Linked DNA regions of Mus musculus: region 1 is linked to region 2. Evidence: chromatin contacts called from public HiCAR-type data. All regions are on one chromosome and are shown on one strand. The core of a region is the stretch at or near the end of the contact, and the rest is flanking DNA. Distances in the headings are between cores, read along the strand shown.

Region 1 (6,359 bases), core at 1,073-3,572, 2.0 Mb before region 2:
CCATTGTTCTCTTCAGACAAAAGAGGGCATAAGATCCCACTACAGATGGTTGTGAACCACCATGTGGTAGCTGAGAATTGAACTCAGGATCTCTGGAAGAGCAGTCAGTGCTCTTAACCGATGAGCCATCTCTCCAGCCCTATTTTAAAATTCATATTTACAATTCTGTTGTGCTGACGATGGAATCCTAGGCCTCATACATGCTAGGCAGGCAATCTACCACTGTACCCCACCCTCACTCCCGTGAGCCCCTCTCTTCTGTTTGTTGTTTTGTACCTAAGTGGTACAAGCTGGTCTAGATCTCGTGATCCTCCTGCCTCGGCTGCTGAAGAGCTGGCATGAAAAGTTGAGAGTTTTTCCCAATTCATTCTCCTTTTTTGTGTGTGTATGTCATTCTCCTTTTTTAATTTTCAGAAAACACTGCTGCAACATTATTGTGGGGGTATTCTCTTACTAGTGTTATTACAAGCTTATACAAACTATACCCTTATTGCAACTGAAATTTAATTATTTGTGCTTTTGTATTTTCTCTTGATTCAGCCTATGTCCCATGTTATTAAATAAATTAACAGATTTATTAGCAATTCTCCCATTGAGTAGTTAGGATTATATCTCAATCTAATGGCCCAAATGATAGTTATGGTAAATCTGGAGATTCAGGCTATCCTCAGACTTATAATCTTCCTGCCTCGGCCTCTTGAGTGCTGGGAGTTGTGTGCCTGTAAAGGTATGTGCCACAACCCCTGGTTGGAAATATTATTTTTGGGTTCATTATTAGCATAGGCCAACAAAGGCATATGCAAATATAAATGTGTCAGTTCAGTTATCTGAAGGTGTGCTCATCACAGGCTTCATGGCCACTCTGTGTGGCAAAAGGTAAGTCTATTGGTCAGTTCAGCAGCCTGTTCTTTCTCTAGTTATAAATGAGGAAAACAGACAACATAGTGTTTGTCTAATATTCAAGTTGCAGGTATAGTTCAGAGATTCAAAGCTAAAATACAACATTAAAGAACATAATAGGACAGGGAGGAGAGATGACTCAGTGGTTAAGAGCACTGGCTGCTCTTCCACAGGCCCTCCCTGGGCTCAATTCCCTGCACCCACGTGGTGGTTCACAACTGTTTATAACTCCAGTTCCAGGGTATCCAACACCCTTTTCTGACCTACAGCAGGAACCAGGCAACCATGTACATAAACATACATGCAGGTAAACATGTAATAGGTAACAAGAAGTGCCAAAGCCAAGGTGATTTTTGGGTGGTCTTGTCCAGACTTTCCATTTATTTACTTGATTATGCTTTTGACTGCCCTGTTCTAAATAATTACCCTTGCCTCAAGGATAGGACTTAAAACCAATTCTATTTGGTAAAATACTTGGGCACAAGTTTTAATTTATTAACTTTATTATTTTATTTAGTTTATGAGGTAGTGTTTTTTGTTTAGGTCTGTTCCTGCCTCCCTGGTATTAGGGAGTAATCTACCCCTAAAACCTCATTTGATACAGGAACTACCACCAGTCCTTCAGAAGCTGACATTCTTCCTGTTTTCTGTTAACTTTATGCAACCCAACAAATAACTTTTTTTTGTTGTTGTTTTTTTTTTCTTTTTTTCGAGACAGGGTTTCTCTGTGTAGCCCTGGCTGTCCTGGAACTCACGCTGTAGACCAGGCTGGCCTCGAACTCAGAAATCTGCCTGCCTCTGCCTCCCGAGTGCTGGGATTAAAGGCGTGCGCCACCACTGCCCGGCCCAACAAATAATTTTAACAACTCTTTTAGTGCCAATGAAATGAATTGCTTCATAGCGACACATAGCCTTGGCGCATACCCTCCTACTACAAAGGCTGCAGTCATCTACTCTGCTGCTCTTACAGGCTGAGTCCTCTGACTCATTCTACAATGAAAAATCATCTGTGGGGCAAGGGTGCTCTTGTATTTTAGAAGTGCCCATTTAAACCATTAGAGCCTGAAGGCTGGCTTATCTGGTCATTCTGCGCAGGACTTGCTGCCTCTTTTCCAAGAATTGAAATCATCTGCACCAGTGCTGGCTGAAACAAGCGGGCCCATCCATGCTACCAGGTGCAGTATCTCACACCAGCCTCAGGCGCAACAGAGAAGCGCAGGGAAGGTACGCGCCAAGCGCAGGCTTGCAGAGAGGGGCACCGGAAAGGACCTGTCCCTCGCAGGTCCCGGGTACCGGAAAAGGGCGGACTGTGGTGGTCTAGCGCACGAGAGGGGAGTGGGAGGGGACACCGGAAGGCGAAGCCTCCGAGGGGAGCTCGCGTGCTAGAGGGCGGGGCAGAGGACCGGAAATAGGCGGGATTTGGGCGTGGTCGCGCCGTGCGCGGCCTACATAAGTTGCGCGCGCCTTGAGGGGGACAGCTTGGGCGCGAGCAGCGGAGTTGGCTGGGTGCACTGTCGGCGGTGGCCGCAGGCTAAGCTGAGGCGGGAGGAAGGGACGCGGGGGGAGAAGGGAGTGCGGGGTGGAGTTCGCCCACTTTGCAGCGCGCAGGACTCCCGCGCGCTTTCGGAGGCAGCCGGGGAGGTGAAGCAGGACGGCGGCGGGGTGGGTGGGTCTGCGCGGCCGCGGCGGGGTGGAGAAGCGTGGTGCCCCAGCATTCTGGGGTCGGGCTTCTCAGCGGCTTTGCAGAGCGCTCTGCGTCTGGTGGGCTGCGTGGGCCCTTAGACTGTGACCCTGACTGGGGCTCCTCTACTCGGGCCCTTGGGGCACTTGAACGAGCAATGGTGTCCAGGGGCTGTCTAGCTCTGGTCTTGCTCCTTACGGGCAGGATTTCTGAATAGAGTTGAAGTGTCCGACTCCTTGGTTTCCCGGTTCCTTGGTGCGGGTAGCGGAAGGCTTGCCAGTATAGGAGTGAGTGATTGTGAGTTACTGTAAACACAACTGGAAGCCACCTCGGCGTACAGTTTGTGAGACTTGGCAGCAGTGTCCAGGGGGATGCACTTGGTTAGGTCCTGGACAGTCAAAGAGTGTTGTCATTTAGTACAAGAAACTTGGTTCACGTAGACTTTGAGATAGCTTGAAGTTGTGGCTGCAACCCTCACCCTCCGCCCCCGACCATAGAAATTATTCAGAATGAGATCAGAAGCCTTCCGCTTGCTTAGCAGTTCTCCATGTGGGGAATAGAACTTCTGGAAACATTCCTATAGTGTAAATTTTGCCTACGTATAGACTGTCTTTATTGGCTATTGCTTGTGTCAATTAACCTTAGTAGGGGAGTGGAAGTACGCTGTCTGAATCAACGTTATGTTTTGACTTCATTTCATTTTAAAGAAGCTCCTCGTTGTGCACCTTTAGTTTACATTGGTACTTAACTCCTCCTGCCCCCATCCTTTAGCCTCATCTGTTTCAGTGGTGCAACTCTCTCCATCCCTTTTCGGTTACCAGTCACCTTCAGGCCGGCCATTCAGAGGAGGGAAAAGTGGGAAGTATGAAGTCAGCCAAGTCCCAAGTGAACCAGGATCAGCAAGGGGAAAACCAGCGGGCTCTGAGCCCCCTGCAGTCTACTCTCAGTTCTGCTGCATCTCCTTCCCAGGCATATGAAACCTATATTGATAATGGACTTATATGCCTTAAACACAAAATTAGGAACATCGAGAAGAAGAAGGTAACCTTTCTACCCCTCCCATCCCTGAGTGTGCATTACCATAAGCCAGGTTAAGGATTCGACATTCTTTATATCAGAGAACATAGATCTTCTTGCAAGTTTAATCGACCTTGAGACTTAGTTGCCTGGGAACAATTAAGCATCCAGGCTAAATGTTTGCTCTGTTTGCCGACACAGCTGAATAACTATTCTTCACACATTGCTTTTGAAATATTTGAAGAGTTGGCTATTATAGGTCTGATGCATTTCTTGAGTTATATTATTGTAGCTTAGATAAGGAATAGCTTGATAGTTTAGTTCGTTTTCCTTGTGACTGTAGCAAGTGATACAGCAGTATGGCTGCTGCAGTCTCTGGAAGCATTTTACCATGAGCCAGAAAGTGTTTCAGCATTTATTATTTTTCCCCACTGCTAGATACCAGTTTAAGATTGGTGAAAGTATTGTAGACAGCTTTGTAAAGAGACTTGGATTCTTACTAGCCTAACATCACAGTTAGTTGTATGGTAAAGATTAGATAATTTCTTACTTCCTGAGTCATTTAGCCTGTGATCCAGTCATCCCAGTTCTTTGGGATGCATTGTTGGGTCGAGATTCTCATCTGCATTTGACAGATAAAGCTGAATAAGTATCTGGATCTATATTGTGCTGAAAACCTAGTAAAACCTTAGGAAGGTTGTTTTGTTTTTGTTTTTTGAGTCAGGGTTTCTCTCTAGACCAGGCTGGTCTCAAACTCATAGAGATCTGTCTATGCCTCCTGAGTGCTGGGAATAAAGAGGCAAGCCACCACCGCCTGGCAGGTAGGTTTTTTGTTTTTGATTTTATAGTGGAGAGGTATATGTACTTCCCTTGCTTTGGAAATTAGTGCTGAAGCCCTGGCTGGTAGTTGTTTCTGTTTATCTTTTTCCATACATCTTTGGCATTTGATTACTAAGTTGTTCCTGGGTCAGCACAAGTTCCTTAGCTCTGAGAACTAGTCAGTGCAAGGTCTATTAGTGGAAATTCATTGATGTTTTTCCTCAGAGCAGAAATATGTGTATTCCTGTATTATCCAGCCTAGTACCACCTCTTTAATTCTGAATGCCTGTATGCTAGACCAGTGCCTTTGTTTTCACCTTCTAGGAAAGCATTTTAAGACTGAAAACCAGTATAGGAAGAATCTGCAAAATGCTTGTGGTATAGTATAGTGGTTTATGTCATGAATTTGTGGCTAATAGATGAATTTTATTTTTATGAGTTTTATTTTTAAATTTATGTTTTTATTTTATGTGCATTGGTGTTTGCATATATGTCTGTGATGGTGTCAGATCCAGGAGTTTCAGACAATTGTGAGCTGCCATATGGGTGCTGGGAATTGAACCTGGGGTCCTCTGAAACAGCAGTCAGCACTCTTAACTGCTGAGTCTCCCTAGCCCATTTTATATATTTTCTTTTTTTTTTCTTTCTTTTTTTTTTTTTTTTTTTTTTGGCTTTTTGAGACAGGGTTTCTCTGTATAGCTCTGGCTGTCCTGGAACTCACTCTGTAGACCAGGCTGGCCTGGAACTCAGAAATCCGCCTGCCTCTGCCTCCCGAGTGCTGGGATTAAAGGCATGCGCCACCATGCCCGGCTTGTATATTTTCTTAACTAGAAAATTTTGTATGAAAGATAGCTTTACATTTTGGCACTACTGTTCTAAAGTTAACTGTTATGAATATGCCACACAGTTCAACAGGTAATAATAGTATATGCAAGCATGAGCTAATGTAGATAAGCTAGCCAGCTATGATGCCTCTGATGTTTTGTGCTAGATAGTTGTTCTCAACCTTCCTAATGCTGAGGCCCTTTAATAGAGTTCCTCAAGCCGGGCGTGGTGGTGCATGCCTTTAATCCCAGCACTCGGGAGGCAGAGGCAGGTGGATTTCTAAGTTCAAGGCCAGCCTGGTCTACAAAGTGAGTTCCAGGACAGCCAGGACTGCACAGAGAAACCCTGTCTCAAAAAACAAAACAAAACAAAAAAAAAATTTCCTCATGTTGTAGTGACCCTTCCATCCTAAAATTATTTTATTGCTACTTAATAACTAATTTTGCTACTGTTATGAATCATAATGTAAATATCTAAGATAAAGGATATCTGATAAGTGACCTCAAAGGGGTCAGGACTCACAGGTTGAGAACCACTGTGCTAGATCATTTCTGGCTGTCCTGAGTATTGTGGGATGTTTATCAACAACCTTGGTGTCTGCCTAAAAAATACTACAAGCACTGTCTACCTCCCCTAGACTCTGCAATTTGTGATAACTTCAACTATTTCTGGGAATAAATTACCTTGATTGAGTACCTCTAGTTTGGGGCATATGATTGACTTAAAACCCTACTTAAGAAGATTTAATATAAAAAGAGGAAAAATTCAGGCTGTTGAAATGACTTTATGGTCATTGGTAAAGCTGCTTCCTATACAAACCTGATGACCTGAGTTCAGTCCCAGGATTCTGCAGTGGAAGGAGATCATTAACTCCCAAAAGTCCTCTGACCTCCACACATACACATACACATACACATACACATACACATACACATACACATACACATACACATACACATTCACATACACATACACATACACATACACATACACATACACATACACATACACATACACATACACATACACACAATGTTAAAAAGATTTGGGTCTGGAGAGATGGCTCAAAGGTTAAGAGTATGTATAGAAAGCTGGTCATTGTGACAAATGCTTTAAT
Region 2 (6,245 bases), core at 1,222-3,721:
TTTCTTTACCTAGCTCCTGGAAATGCCCTTTAGGTCAGAGTCTGGGATGCAGCTTCTGACTAACAATGAAGTCCACTCCCACTTCCTCCAGACCTGGCAACCAGGGAATCCTCACTGCTGAGGCACCCCTGCCCTCAAAGAGGAAACTGGCTTCACTCAGAAATCTCAGCTACATGCTTTCTATTTCTTGCTCTAAAAGAAAGTGCCTTGAAACTCTGAGAGCCAGTGTTGGAGTCAGAGTACTCAAAGTTAATTTTCCCCCAGAGAGACAATCACACTCAGTGACCCATGAGCAGAAAATCTCCAAGCAAGAAAAGGAGTTTGAAACAAGAAATAAAATCAGAATCCTGCCAATAGACAATTGCTTTCTCAAGTTAACAATCAGACCTTTTGAGTTCCCCTCACACTGCTGTCAATTCTTACTGAAAGCAAGGGTCTGTTTTGGTCCCACATCGGAAAAAAATCATATTCTCATTATTAAGAGTTTGTATACCATGCTTCCCAGCATTCCCCTGTTAAAACTCCTTTCCCAACCAGTAATGCTGGCACAGGCTTAACCCTAAGAGTTAGGAAGCAGAGACAGGCAGACTTCAGTGAGTTTGAGGCCTGAGCGGTCTGCACAGTGGCTCAGAACAGCCAGAGCTACATAGTGAAATCCTGTTTTAAAAATAAAAAGTAATAAAATAAAACTTAAACTCCTTTCTCTAAAAGTGAACCCTGAAAACACAACTAACAGCCTTCATTCAACTTTTTCTCAAGAAGCCCCAGGCAAGATCTAGATTGTCAGCCGCTTTCCTAACTGCTCTGGTGTATAAACACCAACAGAGTTATAGAATTGTGCCCCCAAGAAACCAGTTTTCCCACAGCTACGAATATATACAAGTGAATTTCTCACATCCTAACTGGACTACATAAAAAATATTTTACATTGATATGCAAGGATAACACTGATGTTCTTTTACTTAAGCAATATATGGTAGGATGTAAGGAAACTGAGAAAACATAAAACTATTTTCTCTTTACTTTCTGGGAAGATGATTCACATATTTGTGACACTTTTAAATATTCCCACCTGCACATATACTTCCCTGCTGGTTCTGTAGTAGTGTAGGAGACTGGGCTCAAGCATATGTCCCTGATGGGCATTCTCTTGTAATATGAGGAAACCGAGATTCAGGGTCTGAGCACACTTTCCAAATGTGTGGCGTGGCTCTGCAGTATTATATAGGGATTCTGGGGTTCCACCACAGTCCCCTGACTGGAATCTGGGGTATATTACAGGGAGTCTGGGTCCCATTGCAGTTCCCTGAATGGAGCGTATGGTATTATTGGAGTAGTTCCGGGGTGTGGGGTCCCACGAAAATTCCCTAACTGAAGTCTGTGGTGTGGTGGAGACTCTGGGGTGTAGGGTCCCAGAACACTTCTGTAATTGGAGTTCTGTGGTATCAGAGTCTATGGTGTGGTGGGAGGACAAGTGTGAAATGGGCTCACACTGTCCTGAATGAGTCTGTGGCGTGGTGAGATACCCACTGTGTAAAACTGTGCGCATGTCCCTGACTAGAGTTCCATGGTACTAGGATTCTGGGGTGTTCGGGTCCCAGCACATTTCCCTGACTGGAGTCTGTGGTGTGGTGGGGAGTCCAGGAGTGAGCTGGAAGCACACTTCTCTGACTGGAGGCTGTGGTGTGGTGGGGATTCTGAGGCGTGGGGTCCCAGCACACTTCACTGATTGGAGTTCTGTGATTCAGAGTCTATGGTATGGTGAGGGGACGAGTATGAGATGGGCTTATACTACCCTGGCTGGAGACTGTGGGTGTGTAAGGGGTCGGGGAGTCCGGGTGTGAGCTGGGAGCACACTTCCCTGGCTGCAGGCTGTGGAGGGAAGTCTGGATGTGAGCTGGGAACACACTTCCCTAACTGGAGTCTGGGGGGGGGGGTGCTGGGGGGGGTAGACCGGGTGTGAACTGGGAGCACATCTCCCTGACTGGAGACTGTGGTGTGAAGGAGAGACCGGGTGTGAGCTGGGAGCACACTTCCCTGACTGGAGTCTGTGGAGGGGAGTCTGGGTGTGAGCTGGGAGCACACTTCCCTGACTGGAGTCTCTGGGGGAGTCCGAGCACACTTCCCTGACTGGAGTTCTGTGCTGTGGGGAGTCCGGGTGAGGGAACCGAGGACCCAGACGAGCCCTTCCTGTCACCCCGAAGCTGCTGCCCCCCACTCACTAGAGATCCCCGAGAACGCGGGCGCGGGTCGCAGAAGGAACCGCCCGCGGCTGGCTTACCTGAGGCGGAGGGCCGCCGAGCTCCACAAGTTGCAGTTCCGCCTCCCGGGACCCGCCCGGCTGCCAGATCGCCACTCTCGACGCGGCCGCCCCCGCGCCCTACACGGCGACAGGAGCCGGGGCCGGAGCACAGCGCCCGGCTGACATCACCGCCGCCCAGGTGCCGCCTCCCCTCGGTCCTCCTCGTCCCACCGCCCCGCCCCTCCCCCGGCGGGAACCAGCCCCAGGGGCGGAGGGGGCGGGGCCTCGCGCTTGCGGCCCGCTGATTGGCCGGGCGCGCGGTCACTCCGAGGCGGCGCCTGGTCTCCCACATTCCTGGCCGAGCCCAGCGGAGCTGGGAGTGGGCGTCGGTGGGGAGCGCGCCCGGTCCGCTGCGGTCCGTAGGGCGCGGATAAAGGGCTGCGCTGAGCCGGGCGGTCGCTCGCAGCTCTTCCCGGGTCAGAAGCGACGCTCATCCCGAAAGAACGCCTCTGTGTCGCGGACCGAGCGGACGTGGCGGGCGGGGAGCCCCGCGGATAAAGTAAAAGGCCCCGGAGGGGAAACTGAGGACTTACAGAGACTGAGCGGACGAGGATCCCAGAGGTGGCCACCCTAGTTCCGCGTGGTCATCTAGCGGCGCTCAACCACGTGGCTGCTTTTGCATTTAGTAACGAGACAAAAATAAAAATAAAAAGACACGCAAGCTTCCAGAGAAATAAAATGAACTCTCCAGAGGGAGGGGGTAAATGTTTTACTATTTATATTTTTTCGAGGTTTTCCCCCCCTCTCCCCCCCCCCGCTGTGACACATATCAAGGCTGGTCTTCAAATTGTTATCTTTTTACCTTAGCCTTCCTAATAGCTGAGGTTACAGGCCCACACTCAGCAATAACCTGCTTTTTAAAGATTTTTTATTATTATTTTTGTTGGAGTTTGTTGTTGTTGTTTGTCCTGTCGTGAAACTGTGTGTGGACCAGACTGGTCTTGAACAGCTATCTGCCTGCCTCCGCCTCAAACTATTCAAATCAAAGATGTGTACCACCACACCCAGCTATTTTTGTTATTTTGTTTAATTATGTGTAGTATGTGTGTGTACCCATGGAGGCTAGAAGCATTGAATTCTCCCAGTTGTGAGATAGGGGCTGTGGGCTGAACTCAAGTGTTTCTGCAAAAAGAGCAGAAGAGGTTAACTGTTTGGCCATCTCTTCAGGCCCTATGCTGAACTTTTTAAGTCCCATAAGGCTTCTGTTTTGATGCACAACTGAAAAGGGAGAACCCTCACAACTGAGTTCAAACCACATGATAATAATTACTGTTGAACCAATTGCAGTGACTGAGCTAACAATTAAGAATTAACTACTATTTACCCTCTGGTGGATATCAGCTGTGTAATCCTCTTGGCTGCAAAGTCAGGGAGATTCTCAGGAGCCCTTCTTTCAGTTTCCCCTGTCAGACCCAGAACTGAACTGAATAATGAAAAGCAGCTTTATGGATACAGAATATGATTAGTTTCTGTTAGCTTTTTGTTGGCTATGAGCCTCCCCAGCCCCCACCGCCGCCGCTGCCACCACCCTGGGGAACGGAAGGTGGTGTGTTTGTGTATGTGTTGACTGGGGGGTTTGATTTTAGTTTTCTTGAGACAGATTCTTAAGTAGCTGAAGCTATCCTTGAACTCACTATGTAACATAGGCCAGCCTTGAACTCAGGAACCTTCTTCCACTAATCCCAGATGCTGGGATTAAGGTGTGTGACATGTGACTTTTCAGCTGGCTTTATTGTGTGTTCTTTGATTAATGACGTCGCACATTCGCCATTCTACCACAATGGATTCACAATGTCCCTCATTGTGTCCCATATGCTCTTCCCAGCCCACCTGTCCATGGGAAGTAAACTGATTTTAACATAAGGAGTCAAAGCCTCAGCAAGGTCCCAGCTGACTATAAAGCCGGATCCAGAGGATCTGACGCTCTCTTCTGTCCCCCAGGGGTACCTCTGGGCAAGAGACTCACATTTAAAAAAAAAATAGTATTGATTATTCATACTCCACACAGTTTCAGAAACTCTAAAGCTACACAGATAAACTAGACTTGCCCCCTGTGCTCGCACTGACTTTATATTGTCACCATGGTAACTGTCTGACTGACTCTATTCTGAAGCCTTCCCTTGAATTCCCCAGCGGTGATTGTCTACACCAAACCAAATGAGCTTCTGAAGTGTTTGTTTTTGTCATCAACATCTTGCCCTGAAATTCTCAGCTGGTCTCCTAAAACTAGCCCTGGTCAGGCTTCTATTTTATCCCCACCCCCACCCATCTCCCTCTTCTGTCCATCCCTCTAGTAGAGAGACTCACAGACACTGCTTGGGTGCCATCTTTTGTCACTTTCACCAAAGGTATAAGTAGATTGCCTACTCTTCTGTCAAGGTCCAATTAAAGCTTTGACCTGTCAGGACCTGCTGTGTGCCACAGTGAAATCACAGGGCAGGGTGGGGAGGTCTGGGAGTGGACCTCTACAGAGCTCTGCCACATGCTGTGTAACACTCAAATTATCTACTTGAAACTTCAGCTACTTCCACTCTAAGTGGGGCCCACAATGCCTACCAAGGTTACCGTGGGAGGTATTTTACAGGTGTGTAAAGGCTGAGTTTTACCTCGTTAAAGATATTTCCTGCCAGTGGCAATGGTGATACATGCCTTTGATTCCAGCACTTGAGAGGCAGAGGCAAGAGGATCTCTGAGTTTGAGGCCAGCTTAATCTACAGAGCAAGTCCCAGGGCACCTAGGGCTCTACAGAGAAACCCTGTCTCAAAAAACAACCAAAACAAAACAAAAAGCAAGGTATTTCCTGCCTGCCTTTCTCTTAACATTTTATAGTTTGTGAAAGGAGCGGGGGTTTTGTTTGTTTTGAGACAGGGTCTCACTATGTAGCCTGGATGTCTTGGAACACACTGGCCTGGAACCTACAGAGGTGCATAAGCCTCTGCCTCCGGAATGCTGGGATTAAAGGCATACATCACCATACCCAGCAAATTTGATATTTGAGACAGTCTCACTATGTAGTCCAGGCTGGCCTGGAACCCACGATGCAGCCCAGGCTGGACATGTAGCCAATGCCTCAGCCTCCAGAATGCTAGGGTTACAGGTCTGTACCACACATCAGCATCAAGTTTAAAACTTTTTGAAGAGCCTCTGTGTATTCCTTGTGCCAAATGCAAAGAGAGACTTTAGCAAATGTAACAACTACAGAGGGCTGGAGAAAATGGGGCCTGTCACTTCTGCATACGAAGTCTACTCCTGAATTATTTCCAGCCAAAAACATCAACCACCTCCCCATGGCTTTCTCTCAATGTCCCTCTGCCCCTGTTCCTTTCAGCAGCAGGCCTTTCCCTTCCCCTCCCCTTCCCCTTCCCCTCCCCCCTCCCCCTCCTCCTGCCAGTCTCTCATTCAACCTAGAACTCATCCTTTGACTTCTCTCTACTACTCCAGCCTCCTCTTCCCTCAGTCAGTGCCTGCTTTCTGCTTTGCTCCCAGGTGCCCTCACAGGGTGGCTGGAAGATTCCAGCCGCTCCTAAAGCCCTAGTCACAGGATGGCTGCCTCCAGACTCCAGTTCTTCCAAAACCACAGCCAGCCACAGGAGGGGGAGGGAACGTCCACCCCCATAGAGATGGCAGGATAGAATAACAGGAAGTTGCCTCCTGTTCCCTCTACAGCTGGAATGATAACAGCTGCCACCGAAGTGTAAGGAACAAGAGACTCAAAAGGAAAGCTGAAAAAGACCCAATCTGGAGCAGATCAAACCAGGAGTCACACTGAGCAGGGCCGGTGGGGGCCATTTCAGCCTCTGACTCCCTCCTTTCTACCATGGTCCCAGCTCTTACCTGTTCTACATTTGGATTTTATTGTGATACTGAATGTTTATAAGATAGCCTCAGGGGCTGGAGAAAGGGCTCAACTCAGTGGCTCAACCCAGAGAACCAGGGTTCAATT

The links. HiCAR-type assays count read pairs that join an accessible place to other places.
Region 1: a HiCAR-type map of astrocytes shows a contact between it and region 2, with 5 times the contacts expected there. The contact joins the promoter of Caprin2 here to the promoter of Ppfibp1 in region 2. A contact is called at or near these places in 2 of 39 promoter capture datasets (cranial neural crest and pre-B cells) and 1 of 115 datasets of contacts at active chromatin or transcription factors (astrocytes).

Annotation. Positions count from the first base shown.
Region 1 is chr6:148,892,200-148,898,558 of GRCm38.p6, reverse strand. Caprin2 (caprin family member 2) reads left to right here and starts at 2,322. Exons shown (of 19, transcript NM_181541.4): 1 at 2,322-2,541; 2 at 3,403-3,622. The coding sequence starts at 3,446.
Region 2 is chr6:146,884,720-146,890,964 of GRCm38.p6, reverse strand. Ppfibp1 (PTPRF interacting protein, binding protein 1 (liprin beta 1)) reads right to left here and starts at 2,471. Exons shown (of 31, transcript NM_001355728.1): 1 at 2,282-2,471.